Regions from separate parts of the Danio rerio genome. Here region 1 is linked to region 2. Evidence: chromatin contacts called from public Hi-C data. All regions are on one chromosome and are shown on one strand. The core of a region is the stretch at or near the end of the contact, and the rest is flanking DNA. Distances in the headings are between cores, read along the strand shown.

What was found. A called contact is a pair of places that touch in the nucleus more often than the background predicts.
Region 1: a Hi-C map of embryo shows a contact between it and region 2, with 10 times the contacts expected there. The contact joins the promoter of si:ch73-335d12.2 here to the promoter of LOC141375243 in region 2. A contact is called at or near these places in 2 of 18 Hi-C or Micro-C datasets (both in embryo).

Annotation. Positions count from the first base shown.
Region 1 is chr7:3,508,273-3,511,552 of GRCz12tu, forward strand. It overlaps si:ch73-335d12.2, which reads right to left and starts at 2,024. Exons shown (of 4, transcript NM_001082802.1): 1 at 1,973-2,024; 2 at 1,529-1,882. The coding sequence starts at 2,009.
Region 2 is chr7:3,313,144-3,316,684 of GRCz12tu, forward strand. It overlaps LOC141375243, which reads left to right and starts at 1,839. Exons shown (of 10, transcript XM_068222506.2): 1 at 1,839-2,097.

The DNA.
Region 1 (3,280 bases), core at 774-3,273, 200 kb after region 2:
ACGGTACATGACTGGACCAAATCTGGCTTCCAGACAAGGGCCAAACACAGACCATATCTGGGCCAAGTCTCAGCCAAGTTAATAACTCATAACTGGGCCTGAACTGGGCCAGATAGGTTGGTGTGTCACGATTGCAATGAAATTGATAAACCCATGGAGTGATGCGCTTTAGGCACACTATGGGCACGCTTTTTCTCAAAGTGACCTGATTGGTAGAATTTTTTTTTCTTTACTCAAAAATGATTTTAGTGTATTTTAAATGTGGGTCAAGACTGGCCAAACTCAAATGGCCCACTTATCAAATTTTTAAATCTGGGCCAAATACTACGTTTTTCATCTGGCCCAAATCTTGTGTGCCGCCTTAAAACGGTGCCACCTCTGCCAAACCCGGGCCATGTTTGGCCCACATGCTGTATGCCAGTGCCGGATGAATGCCTGCTGTACCAGTTTTTTGCCAAATCTGGGCCAGAATTCTTTGCTACTAGGGAATAGAGACCAGATTTCTTAAGAATGGGAGCTATGGTGAAATATTATTTAAGTTTGGCAAAAGTATCCACTAACTTAAGCTTGGTGGGTCTACCTTGATAAGATCTTTGCCAGATGCGCAACTCCAGGGAAAATGGTCTTCACATCAACTCATGACCAGGCAAGAGTCTTGGTGAAGATTTTATCGTCTTGAATCTATGATGATTTGAGTATTTAAGGAACTGGTCTCTGCATCAGGACTTATATACTGCAATGAATTTCTACATGGTCAGGTATTCATCTCTAACTCCTAAATGTATCTTTGAATAATTGATGTTGTACAATCTTGATTGGCTTATTTTCTGTAATTATGTGAATTGGAATGCAAAATCTTTGCCTGACAAATAAATGTCAAATTCTTGTAACTCTAATATCTCCTGAAATCATTTAAATCTAGTAGATTGTTTAGGCTGATGTTTCTCCAGCCTACGACCAGGATTAGTCATACATTCAGGCTCAATGGATGGAGCATAGACAGCATTAGAGACCTGTTGATTTCTGACAATCACAATCACTTAGTATGATATAATCTAGGGTCTAAATCAAACTTTAAGTATGAGCAAGCATGGGGCCACCTAATATTACTAGAAGGAAATTAGTTTACAGTTATATCCTCTGTCTAAGAACCAGAACTGGCAAGGATGTGTCTGTGAGCAGATGGAGATGGCCAGTATACTGAGTTCAGCTAAACAATGAACCATTAGCTGAAAATAAGCATTTATTAGGTTAATCAATCTAAATTAGACCCAATCACGACCTATGAGGTGATCAACTTGAATTAGATTAATCTAAATTTAAAATTATTATAAACTGGAGTCAGATTAAATTGAGTTGGAAACAAATTAAAATAAATCTTAACAAGATATTTCTTTTCACATGTGCTGAAAAGGCTCACACGCATTTAACCTTCACCCATACTGTTAGTTCTGTCGTAGGACTAATAGATGGACCCCTGCACTAGAATAAATCGCATATATTTAATTTCATAAGGGTTTGTACTCACTGTTGTAGCAGATGAAAGTCCAGGCATCACTACATGGTTCAACAAACCACTTTCCATTTCTCATAACAGTACAATTATCACCTCCGGCTGGTTGTCCAGATGCCCAGTTCAGGAAGAGCACAGAATCACCTGAAGACCAATGCCATTTATAAACACTCGTCCTCTGAAGACCAATCCAGGCATATCCATCATTAACTTTCACACTCTTGTTCATCTGGATCATGTCGTTCATGTTGTCAACGGTGGCCAGATCTGTGTATTTCTCTCTGCAGTATCTCTGAGCTTCAGTCCAGGTCTTGTTCTTATTTATAAAGTGATACTGACGCTGAACACATTCAGATATGGAGCAGAGAGCTGTGAAAGAGACACTTTGCTTTAATGGTTTTCAGAAGAGTCGAACCTAAAGAAACTATAAACCATCAATAAAACTACAAACACACTCACCAATGAGGAGAAGAGAGAGATATAGAGTTTGAGCCATTTCTGAGAAGAAAAAAAAAACCCATCAATTTAGGAGTAAAACATTTCAGTAAAAGAGAAGCATTAATCCAGAATACGCAACCAACAAGAGGATCAACAGATGTCAGAAGTGTCTTTGAGTGTGTGTGTGTGTGTGTGTGTGTGTAAATAATGTAGATGTGTGCTCTTACTTCACAGGTGGTGTGTTTCTGTCCTCAGTCGGATGTTTCTGTCTGCAGCTTCAGATTATTCTGTGATGATTCTATATCTGCTCTCATTCGTCATTCAGAACGTCACATTGTTTGTTTATTACTCTAAACAAAGGCCTTTTTCATTTTTCTTTCTCATTCACATATTTTCTGTACTTCTGTTGGATTGAGTTCATTTGAATGTGGTCAAGAGTCTGTATGTTTCAAAGTATTTTCATAATGGCTACAGAGGAAAAGTCCATAATGAAAATTTGCATTTCCTTTTATTTTCATGTCAAGAGTTCACACTTAGCTGATGATTGATAATAAAGCTAGTTTGGCATGCTGTCCCGGGAGAGAGCCCTGAGCTCATAAGATCCTCGATCCTGGGGCTTCCTCCCGTTTGGAGGGAGATCTCAAGAATTCCCCTGTCATGGTGGCTGAAGAGCAGATAATAGCATTTCTATGGTGTTCACTTGGATTAGCCAATAAACTTAAGTTGCATGTTTTTGGATGGTGGAAGGAAACCGGGGGACCCAGGGGAAACCCAGGTGAGTACGGGGAGAACATGCAAGCTTTGCTCAGAAACGTCTGATGGTTTGGTAAAGATTGGAACCAGAGACATTCTTGCTGTGAGGCAATAGTGCTAACCACTGGGCCACCATGCCACCCATCTAGAGGGAGGAGGAGTAGGGGTGAAAGAGGGATTATTCAAAATGAAGATAACTGTGATACGTAACCTAGGGTATTCATAGTAGCTTATCAATCGTCTGATTGGTGCATTGAAAATTGGATAATTTGGGTCCAGCCGCAAGCAATCATAAGCACGTGATTCTCTCGAAATTAGTTTATAAATAAACTTCACTTATCATTCAGGTGTCATGTAGTGATGGGAAGTTTGGATCATTTTACTGACTCGGATCTTCGAGTCTCGTTCATAAAATCTTTTATCGAGTCATTTCGTTAATTTGGTTCAATTTGCCCAAAATATTATTAAAATGTTATGAATTGCTTCCAAACACATCTACAACTAGCCCAAACGGTTGATCACACGACAAATAAGTCATAAATAGAAGGAGAAAATAATAATTCAATGTTTACCTGC
Region 2 (3,541 bases), core at 589-3,088:
TTCATTTAATTGATTAGCCTGACATGTTTACTGTATTTAAAACATTTCAACACAAAATGTATGTCTTCAAAGGAGAAAAAAGTTCGTTTTTTACCCAGACATTCAAAAGAATAATTTACAGCAGCAATCACGTGAAACCATGATATTTTTATCCAAGGTTATCATACCGTCAGAATCTTTTACCGGCCCATGCCTACTGGAGATCAATATTTTATTACCACTACTCATTTTATCCCAAGACAGAAGTAAAAATCAACCTTTTTTTAGGTTTTAAAAAGACAACCCAAATATACATGTATATTGTATCAAATCTGCTGGGTTTTATTTAAGTTTATATATCTTCTCTTATCACTATACAATGCTGTATATTAAACCCAAATCCTTAAGTATCTGCCCTTAACTCCTAATAAAACACTTTTAACCTGTTGAAGCAGTTTGCCTTAGTAGGCCACAAGTCACTACCCTCACATATCCACACTAAACAAGTTGTATATCCAAAACCCTTTGGGCTACAAGCAGTTTACAAGCAGTATCTTTTAAACTAGACAATTGCAAATATTAGGTCTGCACATTAGTCTTTATTATCATGCATGCATGATAATAGTAAATGCAATACTCACAAGAGAAATGCAAAATCTGACCAATCAGATGGGGCCTTTACTATCTTCATCATTCAGCCTAGAGCTGAAAATAAACACTAATGCTGGGAGACCATGATGACACCCAACAACATTCAGAATTTCCAACAAGCTTTCCAGTCATTCATCTTAACATTTCATCTTGATGTAGCTTTTTTTAATTGTTTGTTTAATTAGCTCAGGAAATATCTATCAGCTGTTTATTTGAATAAGATCATAACATAAATAATTTTTTTAATTGCTGTTAAAGTAGCATTTGGAAAGTTAGTTATAGCGCAAGAAATGTTATCGCCACACTCAACAACATTGCGTATTTCCGCAGTGTTGAGCTGCTCTAAGGAATATTATAGCAATTTCAAAAAAAAAAAGTGATGACAGAGTATTGATGAACAAAATAAGTTGTACATATTGTATGCAAAAATACAGTATTATGAATATTTATCAACACTGAAAATAATTAAATAGATTTTTTGAGGGTTTTTGCCCGCATTGTCCAGCCCTAGAAATAAACGAGACATTCTGTTCCTGGTGGTGGTTATGCTACTGATTTGAACAGTCAGCTGGTTTGGAAACACTTAAAGTTCACTCCATGTTCTCTGTGTATACATATGCTTGTGTACTGTAAGTACATATACACAAACACACGCACACACACAACTTTGAAAAGGCAACATGTTCAATGTAATTCTGAAACAAATTTATTTATGACAGACATACATAAACCAAAAAACATGCCATAATACAGCTATTGTGTTATGTTCAATTTGGTTAGGTTTAACCAATTAAAATAGTTCTAATATTCAAATTTGTTCACATGTTTACAAATTTGTTCACAACTTTTAACAGCGTAGCTTGATGCGGTTTTTAAAATGTTAGATAGGTGCCATTATATTTCTTCATTTTCAGTTTATTTGTCGATATAAAATGGTTAAGAACAATATAGATTAATTGTTACATAACATTGAATAAAGAAAAACCTTGATAAAACTATACTAATCTCTACCTATTGACTGAATACAAGTAAAAACAATTGTCAGATAATGATTAATACTGTATTTTGTTTAATACCAATCATTTTCATTCAAATATAGCATGATGCATTGTTGTAGTATACTCAAATATGCTGTAAGACACTGTGGGTTGAGAGGGAGGGGCTTACAGTAGATTAGCAATAAATAAATCAGCATTCAGAGTTGACTGCTCAGACAGAGTTAGCATAGATTGCTGATGTGTATGAAAATGTCTATTTTTAACTACATAAAATTGAGCTCTTAACAACTACATAGGGTATAATATTTCACTTATTCCTTTACATTGTTGTCTTATGAATCACAAGACAATGTTTTACAGAGGATTACTCTGAAGAATTTTTTAAGTATATTTTTGAAGACAGATAACTGATGAACTCAACTGTGAAGATCATTTCTTAAATTTCCAGCCCAGTTGGACTTTCAGGCAGGTAAGTTTATTATTATTATTGTTATTATTATTATTATTAACTGCACTATTTGACAATTTCTTATTTTTTTATTTAATTGTCAAATAATAAATTAATTATTAATGGTAATACCATGAATTATAACAATCAGTATATTCAATTTTAATTCATTAACCTTGTTTATCACCAACAATTTACAGTAAATTGATTATGAAAAGAAATAACATAGAATGTTAAGGAGGACTTTGAAAAAACTACTTTGAGATACATTAATCTGATATACAGTATATTAGCAACCTAACACACTCGGCAAAAACATAGCATGGTTTCCAATACATTAATTCTTCCATGGTGGGGCGCCACACCAAAATTCATCTCGCCACATCTAAATTCCAGCTTCTCATTCAAAACATTCAGTCGTTGCTGCTGTTAGTTTTTAATAGCAGGTTATAAATCGCACTTAAACGCATTAAAAGGTTAGTGAATTATAACAGCGCAAACTCTTCTGTCATCATAGTAGAGCTGTGCGTTATTTGTTTAACACTTTAAGGTGACATTCTGACTGACTGAGAAAACACGACGTAGCTTTCAGTTAAGATGAACACAGTTTCCACAATTATACTTTATAGATAAAGGTCTGTGGTTGTGCTTATGACTTTACAGAGTTTATAGCCGTTTCACTTTACTTCAGGACGCATTATTGCTGCTCTGTAGGTCTACTGGAGACATTCAGAAATATTCCTAGCAAATCTGATAACCGTTAGAGACATACTGACTACATAAACACAGTAAATCACACTTCAGCAGTGTGTATTTGAGAGCGCACAAGAAGATCTGCGCTTGAGCAGCATATATTTGAGGGAGCGTGCAAGAACTTGAGCACGAACAGAAGAAATCGGTGTGCAAGCAAAGAAATTTGCTCATATTACATAAATGCGATCTCGACTTGCAATACTGCGCTCACGACATTTCTCCATTTGTCATTGAAAAAATATGGTTGGTAGATTTGTGTAAAAGACCTGCTGTCACAGTTGAAAATCCTGAAGGAAACTTGCTTTATTTTATTTTTTTGTGACATGTTTAATGTCACTTTTAATCAACCTACTAAATACATTCCTTACATTTTCATAAATTACTAAGTATGTCAGAATGTATTTACCAAGTTGAAAGCGACATAATAGATGTTACAAAAAAAAATAAAATGTATTAGCCGAGTGTATTATGGCCTAATTAGCCAAGCATAAAAAATAAGTAACATGGCAAGTTATTTAAACATTTGTAAATAAAATAGTAAATTTATGCAATTTTGGATTACATTAAATTGATAATATTTTTGTGGGAAAAGTGTCAGGATTGGGCTGTTTTTTTTAGTTTTTTGTCTTTATATTGTTTCAGCATCGACATCGCAATGTGATTATTTGCATCAGTCACTTTGTAGAACGTGCAATGTAGAGCCTGTATTATA